Regions from separate parts of the Gossypium hirsutum genome. Here all the other regions are linked to region 1. The links are chromatin contacts, called in public Hi-C maps. All regions are on one chromosome and are shown on one strand. Each heading gives the region's core, a stretch centred on a gene start, on an enhancer-like site or on the middle of the called end of the contact. The rest is flanking DNA. Distances are from core to core; before and after follow the strand shown. Region 1 holds the start of LOC107962718 (hexokinase-1). Region 2 holds the start of LOC107962710. Region 3 holds the start of LOC107962707 (acid phosphatase 1).

Region 1 (4,616 bases), core at 824-3,323:
GTAAGAGAAAAAAAATCTGAATAAATAATTTTAAAATATAAAAAGATTTAAATAATATATACAAATAAATAGATCACAACCCAAATCTTCTAAGGGCAACAACCTAGACTCATTGGTTCTTCCAATACAATAAAAAAAAATTAAACCTCTGTTAGAACTTAAAATCACTATTTGTTATTACCTTGTTGTCTGTCAGCACCAAATACTTGTAAAGTTTAACATTTGTTTTGAATGGAATTTTTTTAAATAAATGGGAAAGCTTTGAACTTTTTTTTAAAGCTTTTAGAACAAAGTAAACAAATAGAAGTGTTTTTTGGGGGAAAAAATATAAGTTAGAAATAAAAATGAAATTTAACTTGAATCTAATTGGTTTTAAAAAGTGAGTTGTATTTGAATTGGGGTCAATCATGTTTCAAATTACAAATTTAATTGGGACCAATTCATGTTTAAATTTATAAACATTATATGTATAAAGTTAGAATATTTAGTAATACATGTTAAAGGAAAAAGAAATTTGGCCCCTCACCTTCTATTTAGCTCCATCCATGTGCATGTGTGCAACATAAATCCATGGTATGTTCAATTTTATTCCCGATGTTTTTAGAAAGTGGTAGGAAAATCATATAGGGTACCAATATTTGGATGTGCATCTCACATGAGTATTAAATATAGGTAGGTAGCTAAAAGAAAAAGGGGAAGTAGGAGAAACATAGAATCTGTGGCAACCCACTCTAATATCTATATTTGACATCAGCACGTAGAGATAGAATGAAAGGCAGGAAGCATGGAGTAGAATGCAAAGGAAGCAGCTATAACCCAAAACCCCAAATAAACTTGATAAGTAAAAAAGGTATCAAAGGTTTTGGAAGGTAAGCTAAATATGAAAAGGTGAGTTATTTTTATCCCATGAATTGAAAGCAAAAAGGTAGGTATTGATGGGACAAACAAGAATACTAAAAGCAGCACTTGTTTGTAGACAAAACTAACCCATAAATCATCTTTAGAACAAAACAAGCATAAAGTTGATAAGCATGCAGAGTTGATAACACAACAAAAGCCATCATAAGTGGAATCCAACACATCAGTTACTCAAAGTAAATTTCGAAACTACTAAATTTTTACCCTTTGGGTATAGAAAGTTCAATTCAGGGCATCTAATGAATTATCAATCTCCTTAACAGCAAATCCGAATGGACCATAGTGTGAGTAAAATCAAAACCACTAATCTCTAAAGCTTTTTCATCTCACAAACTAGTTAAATGTCAATCATGAATTAAACTTTTCTACAAATTTTCCTCTCTCTTTTATTTATTTATTTATTATTATTTTTTTGAAATAGAGCTCATAATCAGAGTTGATCAATCAAGAGAATTCCAGAAGTATTGGAACTTAAAATTTTAAGGAAAGAAAAATAGAAGTTGAATGGTTAAGTTACCCAGTGGGAAGATTATCTACATAGCTGATGATCATCTTGAGCTTGCTGCCACCCTCTGATGCGAGCCCGGCGTGCATCTCAACGGTCATGGCATCAGCCACCTGTTTAAGCTTCGAACTTGGGGTCCCACACTTTTCCTCAAACTCCGTCAGTATAGACAACGCCCGGGCCCACTTCCCCGAACTCTTTATCCTGTGACGCACCACCAGCGCCGCTGCTGCACACACAGCCGCCGCGCACACCACCGCCGCCCCTACTGCCACTTTCCCCATCACCACCGCAACACCAATCAAACAAGAGGAAAAAAAGTACTTTTAAGAGTTGTACGGATACTCCCCCCCCAAAAAAAAAAAATCCAAGTTTCACTAACTTGGATTTAAAAAGAAAAGGACAAAAGGAGGGAAGGCCTATATCACTGAATTTTTAATTGTCTCGTTATTGGAAAATTCAAAATTTTTGTAGTAGTTATTGGTTTTGCTTCTGCAATGAAGCGGCTTTCATTTGTTTAAAAAAAAGCAAAGAGAAAAGTGACCAAAAATGGGAAGAAGACGTAATTATTTTGTTATTTGGTATAAAATAAAAAAAAAATTGTCTTGAGCTGAGCTTGGGCGAACAAAGAAGAAGAAGATATTTAAAAGTGAGGAGTGGGGATAACGTTGAGAAAGTGGTTTTAAATTACTATAATGACCTTTCCATTCCAAGTTTTGAATATGATTGTATTAAAATTTGATATTAATGAAAAACCCTTTATCTAATGAAGACATGAGTGGACAGGTGTCAGGTTTATGATATTTAGGAATCTTTCCTTTGTGTAACTCAAGCTGAAATGAAATCATAAAGATTAGAGATGAGAAAGTGTTTGGGGATTAGTATGAGTTAATCCATGGGTTTGAAAGTAGAGTTTGGTTGGAAATAAGTACAACTACATCAACGTCTCATCAAACTGGGATTCATAAATGTTGTTGCCAACTTGGTGGTTTTATTAGTCACCCAATTTCACTAAGCCACATGGTTTGGATGATCCCATATAATTTATTCCTTCTTTCTTTGCTTTATTATTTTGTTGGAGAATAAACTACGGTATAAAATTATAATTTTATTCAATAAGAGAATGATATATTAGATTTTTTTTTAATTTTTAGTTTTTTTTCCCTTTGAAAAAATTTAAATTCAACTGAAAATACTAAAAATCAAGAGAAAAAAAATTTGATTTGACATTTTCCAATTAAAAATAGATATAGATGACGTGGAATTACAGTTCTATATAATCCCTTCTCTTAATTAGAGATCACAAGCTAATTGTTTAGCAATTAAACACTTGTTTATAAGGAAATATAAATTTCTAGATACATATGGTTACTACTTACCTCTACTTTATCATTGAGGTAAAAAAGTTTCTAAAAAGAATTTGAAAGTATTTACTATTGCTGTGAAAAAAATATTTTTAAGAAATAAAATGATAATTGTAAACATAATATTGTAAAGTAAAAGATCTAATGATGGATAAAAATATAACTTTATTAAAAAACATTTTTTTCTAAAGCCAAAAGCTAAAATTTTTGGCTTTTTGACTTGGGTTAAAATCCCATTTTAAAGTCAATGTTTGGTTTGAAAAGGTATTTCTTTATCCAAATTTTTAGTTTAAAATTAAACAAAGTCTTAATAGAGTGGAGATACATTTTTTTTAAAATGTAAAAACTATAAAAATAATAAAATTAAAATTTTTTGAAAATCTTCACTAGTAATTTATTAATGTAATTCCTCTAATTCATGACTTGGATGAAGTTATTGATCTCCCGCTATTTTTAGAATCAAATTGAATTAGTCAATCGAACTATTGGATTAGAAATCGATTGAGATACTGATTTAGAATAAGGGGTCAGATTGGTTAACTTGTGAATCGATTGAACAGGTTAAACCGACAGTTGAATCTATTTTTCTATTTTTACTTTTTTTTTTTTAAATTTATACAATCGAACCGGACAAATCGAATTTATCTCTAAGAGATTAAGGATATCCTATGAGGGTAACACACTTACGATAAGGTTATTGGACGAGCATTGATCGAGTTGCTTTCGTAATGATATGTCATAAGGGAAAGCTCAGTCACGATACTATAATGGAATGACTTCATTACTAAATTAGTTTATAATTAATAGGTGGTGAAAAGCTGGAACTTATTTATAAATCATTTGAGCCCTAATCACATATATCCAATCGGTCCCTTCGCTATCTTGTTGAAATCAAAAATGAATTGCAAATTGAATAAATTAACAGAAATGGATAGAAATGGGAACATTCAGGAATGAATGTGATTTTCTCACTAAAAATGGAAATGGTTTGAGAATTAATTTGTAACAATCCGTTTTCAGTGGTGTTAAAAATAGTGATTTCGGGATCACAAATCCGACGAATGAGTCCATAAATATTATTATTTAATATTTACGAGTCAAATATAGTATTATATAGAATTGTTATCGGATAATTTTTGCTATTTAAATATATAGTTAAGTACAAGTGGTTTGTCCTTATAATCAAGTGGTTTCAGAAAATGAGGTATCAAAACCTCATTTATATAAACCGAACCCATAACAAATATTTTTATAAAATATTTTCAGAGTGATTATATAGATATATTGAAGTTTGGTCCGAAAATTTTAGTGATTTGATAGCTAATTAAAGAAAAATGATTAAATCGTAAAAGTGGTAAAAATTAATTGGTATTGATTATTATTAACTAAAATGTTTAAATAGTTAAAGTGAGAGGATCTTTATGAAAATTAGACCATAATTTTGATAGGGAACGACATTAGGTGAATTTTATAATGAAATTTCAATTAAAATAAAGTTAAAATAAAATAAATAAAACTTAAAACATAAAAGAAGAAGAAGAAGAAGAAGAAACATCATCTTCTTCTTTTATCCCTTGTGATCGAAACCATGGAAATGAAAGCTTGAAGCATTTTATTTGTTTGGCGATTGCATGTAAGTGTTATTTTTGTCGATTTTTTTGTAAATTTTATATTTTTCAAGTCATTGTAATTTAAACTATCTAGTCTAGGGGCTAATTTGTGACGTTGTCAAATTTTGGAAAATTTATCATTTTTGTTTTTGAAGCTTTTTAATTGCTAATGTTTTGGTTGGAAGCTTGATAGTGAATTTGAGCTAGTTTGTAAAGTAA
Region 2 (4,318 bases), core at 272-2,771, 160 kb after region 1:
CTTAAGAGTAACTCTTTATCGTCAAAGAAACAAAGGTTTAATCATTCAAAATCAGTTGCAGAACAAACTATCCAACTCAAACTCAAGAATCGAGAAAACGAGCCACTGAGAGAAAACTATTCATCAGGGCCCCAAAACACAGAGTCTATTATTCCGAACACAAAAACCCCTCAAGCCGGGAAATGTAAGACAACCGGCGGGGAGGGACAGGGAGCATCCAGAACGAAAGAAAGAGAAAAAAGGGCGAGGGGAGAGAAGAAGGTGGGACTGGAGAACCTGGGAAAGGAAGAGCGGCGCCGGCAATGACAAGAGGAAAGGGGGAAAAGGAAGGAGAAGGAAGAAGGAACCAAAAGGTGAAATGCTAGAAACAAAAAATAAGTGGGTGAAAAGCAAGGCTTATGATCCATGATTGAAGTTTACAGTTTCTTGTTAAAATAAAATTTGGTTGTTCACACTTGATTATTACCTGCTCTGACAAGAAGAGAACAATGTAGCTCACAAGACAATGTTTTTGCAATAACATATCCTATTTCAGAATCAAGAAAAATTCATTGGGAGAGCCAAATTTTTTGGTATAAACCATCGTAGTTGTACTTGGATGCCATGAAAAAATGCACACGCATATGGATTTAAACCTTCAAAACCCCTTGAGGAACAAGGGTTATAAATTCATTTAAATCCTCTGTAAATCTACAACTAGAATTATAACCCCCAAAAAAACAAATACAGCTATACATTCAAACCCCATCTCTCTTTGCTGCATTGCACAATCAACTCAATCCCTATTCACTACACTACTACTACTCTTACCTAGAGAAGACATGAAACAACCTCGACTGGAACAACCCTTCTTTGATATGGTAGCCTTAGGGCTATATGACTTGTTTTTATGACCACCAAGTCCCCATCCATAGCTCTTACATGATTTCATCTTGGATCTAATATTTAAAGGACCCAACACTTTCTCTGGAAGGTCTTCTATGCTCCTCACGCTTGCTAAAGATGTGAATGATTGAGACTTCCCTTCATAATATTTAGAAAGCCCTCTCCTGCAATTCCATTTATTTATATATATATTGATCAAACCATTCATCACAACCTACTACTTAATCTCCTAAACACTTGTAGTTTTGTTGAAATTGTTTACCTGATAGGTAATTGAGCCATGAGGTCGGATAATTCATAAAGAGGTCCATTAGATGATGATGATGATGATGTTGCAGAAGATGCATCCTCAACCATGTCTGATGAAGAAGATATTGAATAAATGGAGTTATCTGAGTTTTCTCCAAGGGAGGATTCACTGGATATTAAATCACACGTTTCATCATTATGATTCCCTCTCCCCATCATCATCAAGTTGCCGCACCATGCTTCATTGCAATCCATTTTCTTCAGATTCATAGCTGGAACAATAACAAGAACAAGAGCAAGATCTGATTTCTGAAAACCCTATGTGCAATTTGGTCTTCTAGGAGGGAGCATACAAATCGATATATATATATATATAAAGCTATTGTTAGCTGATAATAATATGTGGTGGTATTTAAACATATAGAATAAGCTTGACCAGTTTATTTATTATTTTAGATAATAATTTCTTTTTGGTTTCTTGTATTCCTTTATTCCAAGATTTGTCATTATCATTTTCACCAAAAGAAGAAAAAGATTTGTCATTATCATCTCCTAATGGTCTAAATTTAATATGGCTTTCCCATTGTACTAGGACATTTGGATAAGATCTAAATTGAAGGCATCCATATCCTAGTCAGTCACCTTTTTCTTTTTTCTTTTTTTTTAATTTTTAGGCTGAAAATGAGGTTACTATCTTTAGCAACTTTGCTTGAAAAAGCTATGACATATTGCACATATTTCCATGTCCCACAACTCCCAAAGAGGCAATCACATTGGTAGAAAAGGCTTCCGATACTTGAGGAATCAGTGTAGGTGCATTTGGAAAGTTCAATATTTTAGTTTTCTTAACAAATTCTTCACAATTTAACTAAAATTTTCAATGACGAGATATCAAAGTTATTACCATGAAAGAATGTACTATTCTTTCTCTTAGTGAATATTACTTCTTCTCTTTCTCTTTTACATAAAAAGATATTAAAACTCTAAAAAGTTGAACCCAAATTTGATTTGAAATAATGGCAGGTAGTGAGTAATAAAGATTTGACCCCATCCACTCCCTAACAACTGTCTTCTAAGTACGGAGCAAGAAAATGGGATGTGGTCAAAAAGCGAACACATAGGAGCCATTTCCCTAGGATAAGAAGGTTGAGTTGGGGACAAAGGCTAATGTGCCACCGCATCACCCCTCACATTCTTATCCATTTTAATCCCATTTAGCTCAGGATCCTAATTTCTCAACCATTTTTGAAAACTCCTAATCAATCTTCTTACTAATATTAAACATTTGGACTAAATTCAAATTTAACACAAATAAGTATAAAAAAAAAATCATCATAATCATATTAGTTATCATTTCAAAGAGTGGGATACATTAGTTTCCTTTCAATTGAGTTGATATTCGAGAATATAATCATCTTTCTCCAATTAATAACTAGATATTATAAAATCTCTGATTCAATTAATATCACAAGCCAATCGCATATCAATTCAATTGAAAAATTACCTAAATTTAAATTTTTATCAAAATCAATTATATTATTATAATAATATTTATATTTTATCTTATAAAATATTACCTAAAATCAATAAAAACTCATGGTACTTTTTTGTATGTGGTCTAATCTAATATATTAAAACTCTCTCTAAAGTTTGATATAGTGACATCTATTTATTGTTTGGCAAGAAATACTTCATGGGAGGATTAAACTTAAAACTCTACCGCGGTTACTTATGTCATAATGTTCTTGCCACCAAATTCAGAGGTTGTTGGCAGTGATTTTAAACTTTTAAATTTAAATAAGTTACTTAATATATAATAAATGAAATGTTTTATTATTTAACAAATAATTATTATTTAATATAAGTGAAATTTTATATATTAAAATATGGATAAACTATATTAGTAGTCACTCAACTATTAGTAAGTGTTTTTGTTGGCCACCTAATTATTCGACTTTTTCTTTATTGGTCACCATGGAAAGATAAAATGATAACTTTTAAAATTGACATACTAACAAATTTAGTCCTCCAAATTCAAAGTTACTTAATTTAATCCTCAAGTATTAATCTTATAAAATTGGTGAAGATCAAATCAATGAAGTTAAGTCATCTCAGCCATTAGTTTCCTATCTAACGGTGAAGAATAGGAGTATCAAGAGAAAATGATGGGAAAATGTGAAAATTATGATTTTAGATTTTTAGATGTTTTTATTTTTAATGTGTATATATATGATCAAATTTAGTTGATACATTTATTTTTTAAAGCTTTTTAGGCGAAATAGTCATAAAGAAAATGTGAAAACGTTGATTGTTAAATTTTTTAGATTCAAGACTAAATTGATACAATATATAAATATTTTAAGGTTAAAGTTATTTTATACTAATTTTAAAAACAAACATGTCACTTTTCCATCAGCCCTCATCACCAAAAGAAAAAAATTGAATAATTATTTTATATTTTTTTATAATTGAATGATAAAATAAATTACTGATAATTGGGTGTTTACCCTAAAAGAAATTAAAGTTATGTGCTAAAAGCGAAGACAATTTAATTATACACCACTTTCCGAAAAAAAACAAAAACAAAAGCACAATAATAGAAGCCTGAACAATGGAAAAGGTTTTAAATGGGAAGGATATTGGCTATTTTTGGATTGGTTAAATTCTGCTATTAATCCCTATATTTTGCAAAAGTTGTAAATTTAGTCATTATATTTTAATTTGGTTACTTTTAGTTTTTTTACTTTTCAAATTTTAAAATTTTAGTCCTCACCAAATGATAACTGTTAAATTCATTAAGTTCTGTTATTTCTAAAATCTAATGCATCAAACATATTATCATATGTTTAATGTTATGTCAACTTGTTATTTCCACATATTCCTCACTAAAAATTCAGTTAATAGATTAACGACTATCATTTTGTGTTGAAACTGAACTTTCAAAATTTGCAACTTAGAATGATTGAATTGAAACATATGGACTAAATCTACAATTGTACGTATAATACATGACTAGTAATTAAATTTAAACAAACAGAATTCACAGGTACAGTTTGGATCAGGACTAAAATCGATCAAATTAAAGTATAGGGACTAAGTTTATAACTTTTGTAAAGTAAAAGGACTAATACAAAATTTTAACCTTTTGTATTTTAAAGTGTACTGGGCTACGTTACTTGGGATC
Region 3 (4,465 bases), core at 1,055-3,554, 220 kb after region 1:
TAAATTAATTAATGCAAACATCATAAATGAAAAACAAATCAAGCAGTATTGAAATTTTAATTATAATTGCATAAATGAATAAAATATCAAATAGTATTGCAAATTTAATTAAATTTACATAAATTAAAAAATATCGAATAGTATTGAAATTTTAAAATTATCACTTACCATTGTCATTTGATCAATGGAGATGTGCTTATTATCGAGATGGATTAATTCTCCGGCTATTGCTAATAAGATTGGATTTTTTTAATTTAAAAAAAAATTAAATTCAAAAAAATTTAAACAAAGAATTTTGATAGAATTTTGAGAAAATTTTAATGAAATTTGATAGATTTTTGAAGGGAATATTGAAAGAATGTTGAGAATTATGAGAGAATTGTGTGAAAAATAAATGAAGGGAAAGGAATTTTGAGAGAATTATAGAAATTGTGAGAGATTTGTGTGAAAAAATGATTTGGGGGGCCTTTTTATATATTTTTTTGGACCGTTGGAAGCCAACGGTTAAATTTTTGACCGTTACAGTGGCAAAACGCTTCTCCGGGGGAGCGTTTTGCTGATGTGGACACTAAAGCGCGCTGACGTCAAAGCGTTTTCAGGGAAAATAGCCTAATCCGGTAAATAACCTAATAAACGGCCTAGTTCTATTATTAATGTTTAAAAACAGGCTTTTTAGGTAAAATGACAGAAAATAAGCAAGAAAAAAATATTTATTATGTGAGCAATTGAGAAAGTAGAAATATATGGGAGATGTTTGGGTAAAAGCCAAGGTTGTGATTACCCAATCAATAATTCTTCCAACTCTTAAAATATTAAGTTAATTTAGATATTTAATTTGGTTATTATAATTTATGAAACGAATATGCATGTTTCTATTATTATATATTTGGAATTTTTAATTTATTTTTTATAATTAAATTCAGAACGACAAAATTGGTAAAAAACCTTACAATAGCCGCACCCCTGCCTCTATTAATTGTACGGTTGATTTCCTTTCTAAATCGAGATTTTAATAGCGTTTCTCTTTTTAGACGCCTATCCATGAGGTCCTCAACAATATTTGTGTTAAACTAATGACCACCCACAACAATGCATTTTGTTATATTTGGATAAAATATTAATTTTATATTTCAAGTTGATATCATCCATGGATAAGTTTAATATTAACATGATTGTTTGAATGATGTATTAATTCAAAAAAAAAAGTCAATTGAATTTATATTTTTTAAATTTCTTATGAATTTTTTACTAATTTATTTGATAGATGAACTGCAAACCTAACTCTGAAAAACTTTCAATATCAATCAATAGTGTCTAGGTTGCTTTTGCATTTACGGAAGCTATTGTTTCAATCTTAATAGCCTAGGATCGTTTCAAATTATTATTTGTTATGCTTCATATAGAAATCACGAAAGGGAAAGTTGGCCAATGATACCACTCGTCACACCACATCATAATTTATTAAACTCAGCACAAAATATGCCTAATTTGATCAATTTTAAATTTTAATCTTTATATTTAAAAAAGTTGAAAATTAAATCTTTTTTATCTTTTTCATTTTAAAATATCAACCCAATCACTAAAATAATAAGTATTTCAATCAAAATTTTGTCAACTTGAATTTTTTTACTAAACTATAATTACATGACATAACATATGATTGATAGGAAAATAAACATGATAAATTGATAATTTTTGACAGAAACTATCAATAGCAATAATGTTTGAATTAAAATTTTTAAATTGAAAAAGTATAGATTGAATTTTTAACTTTTAAAGTATTGGGACTAAATTCTAAATTTTATACAAGTATAGGGACTAATAGCATATTTTAACCTTACCATAAATACAAATTCTAAACAATGATTGGAAAATGAAGGGTTAATATGTAGTTTGCTCCCTAAACTTGTCCATAAGTACCTAGTTGATACTTGAGCTTATATTTTATCACTCAAGTTGGTACTTTCGCATTAATACCGTTAGTTTATACTGATGTGACACTAATGGTCAATCTAACAATGACATATAACAATTTCTCAATACGCCATGTGACGAGTATCAATTAAAAAAATTAAAAATAGATTAATTAATAAAAAAGAGTATAATTTTTTTGTCTAAGTTCATTCTTATTGTAAAAAAATATTTTTTATTAATTTATATATATTTTAAAGTTATTTTAAAATTTTAAATTTATTTATCACGGGCATACTAAAAAATTATCACATGTCACCAACAAATTAATTATCAGTGTCACGTGAGTATAAATTAACGGTATTAGTACATAAATACAAACTTAGGTGAAGGAAATACAAATTCAAAAAACAGTGAATTCTAAAAAAATTCAAATTACTAATTATGTAAATTTGGAGAAACTCATGTGGAAACTATTAACCCAAAAATGAATGGTTAAAATGTGAAGAGAACCAACAGTTTTCACAATAAATTATAGAAACTTTTTCTCACAATCAATGAGCCACTGCTTGGGAGAGGTAACGAAAAAGAAAAAAAAACACTCTCCCTCCTCAAATACTGAATTCAACTTCCAATGGCGTCTCAGCCCCTAACCTTCCTATTCTTACTCCTCGTCACCACCTCCGTTCTCGAATCTTCGGCTTCTTTTGAACCCAATATCCGCCTCCCGACAACGGCAACGAGCGTTCCTCGATCCAACATTGACGACGACCTTTACTGTGCCAGCTGGCAGTTAGCCGTCGAGACCAATAACGCAGGAAGTTGGGCCGCAATCCCCTCCCGCTGCGTTCCTTTCGTCAGAGCTTATATGACCGGTCAACGCTACGCTTCCGACTGCGAGGTCGTCGCTAATTACTCCCTCGCTTACGCTTCCACCGTCCAGATCGCATCCGACGGCAAAGACGCCTGGGTCTTCGACGTCGACGAGACTTTGTTGACCAATTTACCCTACTATCGGGATCACGGGTTCGGGTATGTACGTCAACCCTGCCCTCTTTTTTTTTAACACCATGAATCGGATAAGATTCGAATGAATGCGCTTTCTTTGCTTTTGGTAGGATTAATGGTATAGAAATCACGGGTTCGGGTATGTACGTCAACCCTGTCCTCGTTTTTTTTTAACACCATGAATCGGATAAGATTTGAATGAATGCGCTTTCTTTGCTTTGGTAGGATTAATGGTATAGAAATCACGGGTTCGGCTATGTACGTCAACCCTGTCCTCGTTTTTTTTCTTAACACCATGAATCGGATAAGATTCGAATGAATGCGTTTTCTTTGCTTTTGGTAGGATTTATGGTATAGAAAAAAAACACACGCCCAGATTTGTCTTGGCTTGGAAGGTTAGATGGCCTTTCTTGGTCAACCATAAATGAGGAAACCAGTCGCAAATTTTTAACATTAAATAATGCTAGAGTCCCTATCGGATGCATGATATGCTCTCTTCTTCTTGGCAAGATAACTTTTGATATGATTATGAATCAGGCGATCATTAAGTTATGATTATTAAGGTAACCTCAACCATTGTCCTATTAAAATTGGATATTTGAGTAAGGAAATTGAAAATTATTGTATACTCTATTCTTTTTTCTTGAATATAATGACTAAATTTAGAGGTTAAAAAAAGTGATTTTGCTACTTAATATCCTTTGATATTATTTAAAATTAGTTAAGACTTTTTTTTTTTGAAAGAAAAATTAGTTAAGACTTAAAGATTATATAATATGTTATTTATACTTATGCATTTGTATTGAATACCCTTCTTGGCAATTTCGTTCTCTCATGATTTTCAATGCATTGGTTTGAAATAAGAACTTTATATGGGGTTTTACTTATGCTAGAATTTTCTTATTGTAACGTCAGTATTGTAAACTAAACAATTATTGATTTGTTCATGATAAAACAAAACAAAACAAAAACCTTGGTTTGAAAGATTTTGGGTAACATTTGCCGAAAATGAAAATTTGACATCTAAGTTAAGCTTTTTGCCTATTGGCAATTTGTCATGTTATAGATGATTAAACTGTGTTGGGTGCTTTTGAAAATGATTTCATCCGACTTGGTTGTGTTTTGGCATTGGAGAAAGAATCTGAATATACTATGATCCTAGTTACTAGTTTTGAATGTGCTTATGGCTTGTGCAAAGTTCAGTGTAGGGAATCAAAGGATTCCCCTGAACATTTGACACTTCATTGTGCAAAAACACGAGCACGGTGAATCATGTTTAAAGAAATTGCTTAATCTGTTTACTTTGTCCTAAATTTTTATGCTTGTGTTCATTTGTTGAAGTTGCTTAGCTATCTTGTGATGAATGTAGATCAGAAATTTTTAACGAGAGCTGTTGGGATGAATGGGTGGCAGAAGCCAAGGCCCCAGCTATACCATCGAGTTTGAAATTGTATAATGGCTTGAAGCAGATGGGGTTCAAAATATTTGTGCTTACCGGCCGGAGTGAACATCAGAGGAATGACACCAGAAAAAATCTTGAGTTAGC

What was found. A called contact is a pair of places that touch in the nucleus more often than the background predicts.
Region 2: a Hi-C map of leaf shows a contact between it and region 1, with 2.6 times the contacts expected there. The contact joins the promoter of LOC107962710 here to the promoter of LOC107962718 in region 1. A contact is called at or near these places in 3 of 34 Hi-C or Micro-C datasets (all in leaf).
Region 3: a Hi-C map of leaf shows a contact between it and region 1, with 1.7 times the contacts expected there. The contact joins the promoter of LOC107962707 here to the promoter of LOC107962718 in region 1. A contact is called at or near these places in 2 of 34 Hi-C or Micro-C datasets (both in leaf).

The regions. Positions count from the first base shown.
Region 1 is chrA06:16,720,328-16,724,943 of Gossypium_hirsutum_v2.1, forward strand. It overlaps LOC107962718 (hexokinase-1), which reads right to left and starts at 2,074. Exons shown (of 9, transcript XM_016899201.2): 1 at 1,436-2,074. The coding sequence starts at 1,707.
Region 2 is chrA06:16,883,827-16,888,144 of Gossypium_hirsutum_v2.1, forward strand. LOC107962710 reads right to left here and starts at 1,522. Exons shown (of 2, transcript XM_016899190.2): 1 at 1,148-1,522; 2 at 637-1,049. The coding sequence starts at 1,404. The coding sequence ends at 776.
Region 3 is chrA06:16,941,425-16,945,889 of Gossypium_hirsutum_v2.1, forward strand. LOC107962707 (acid phosphatase 1) reads left to right here and starts at 2,305. Exons shown (of 3, transcript XM_016899187.2): 1 at 2,305-2,943; 2 at 4,289-4,465. The coding sequence starts at 2,546.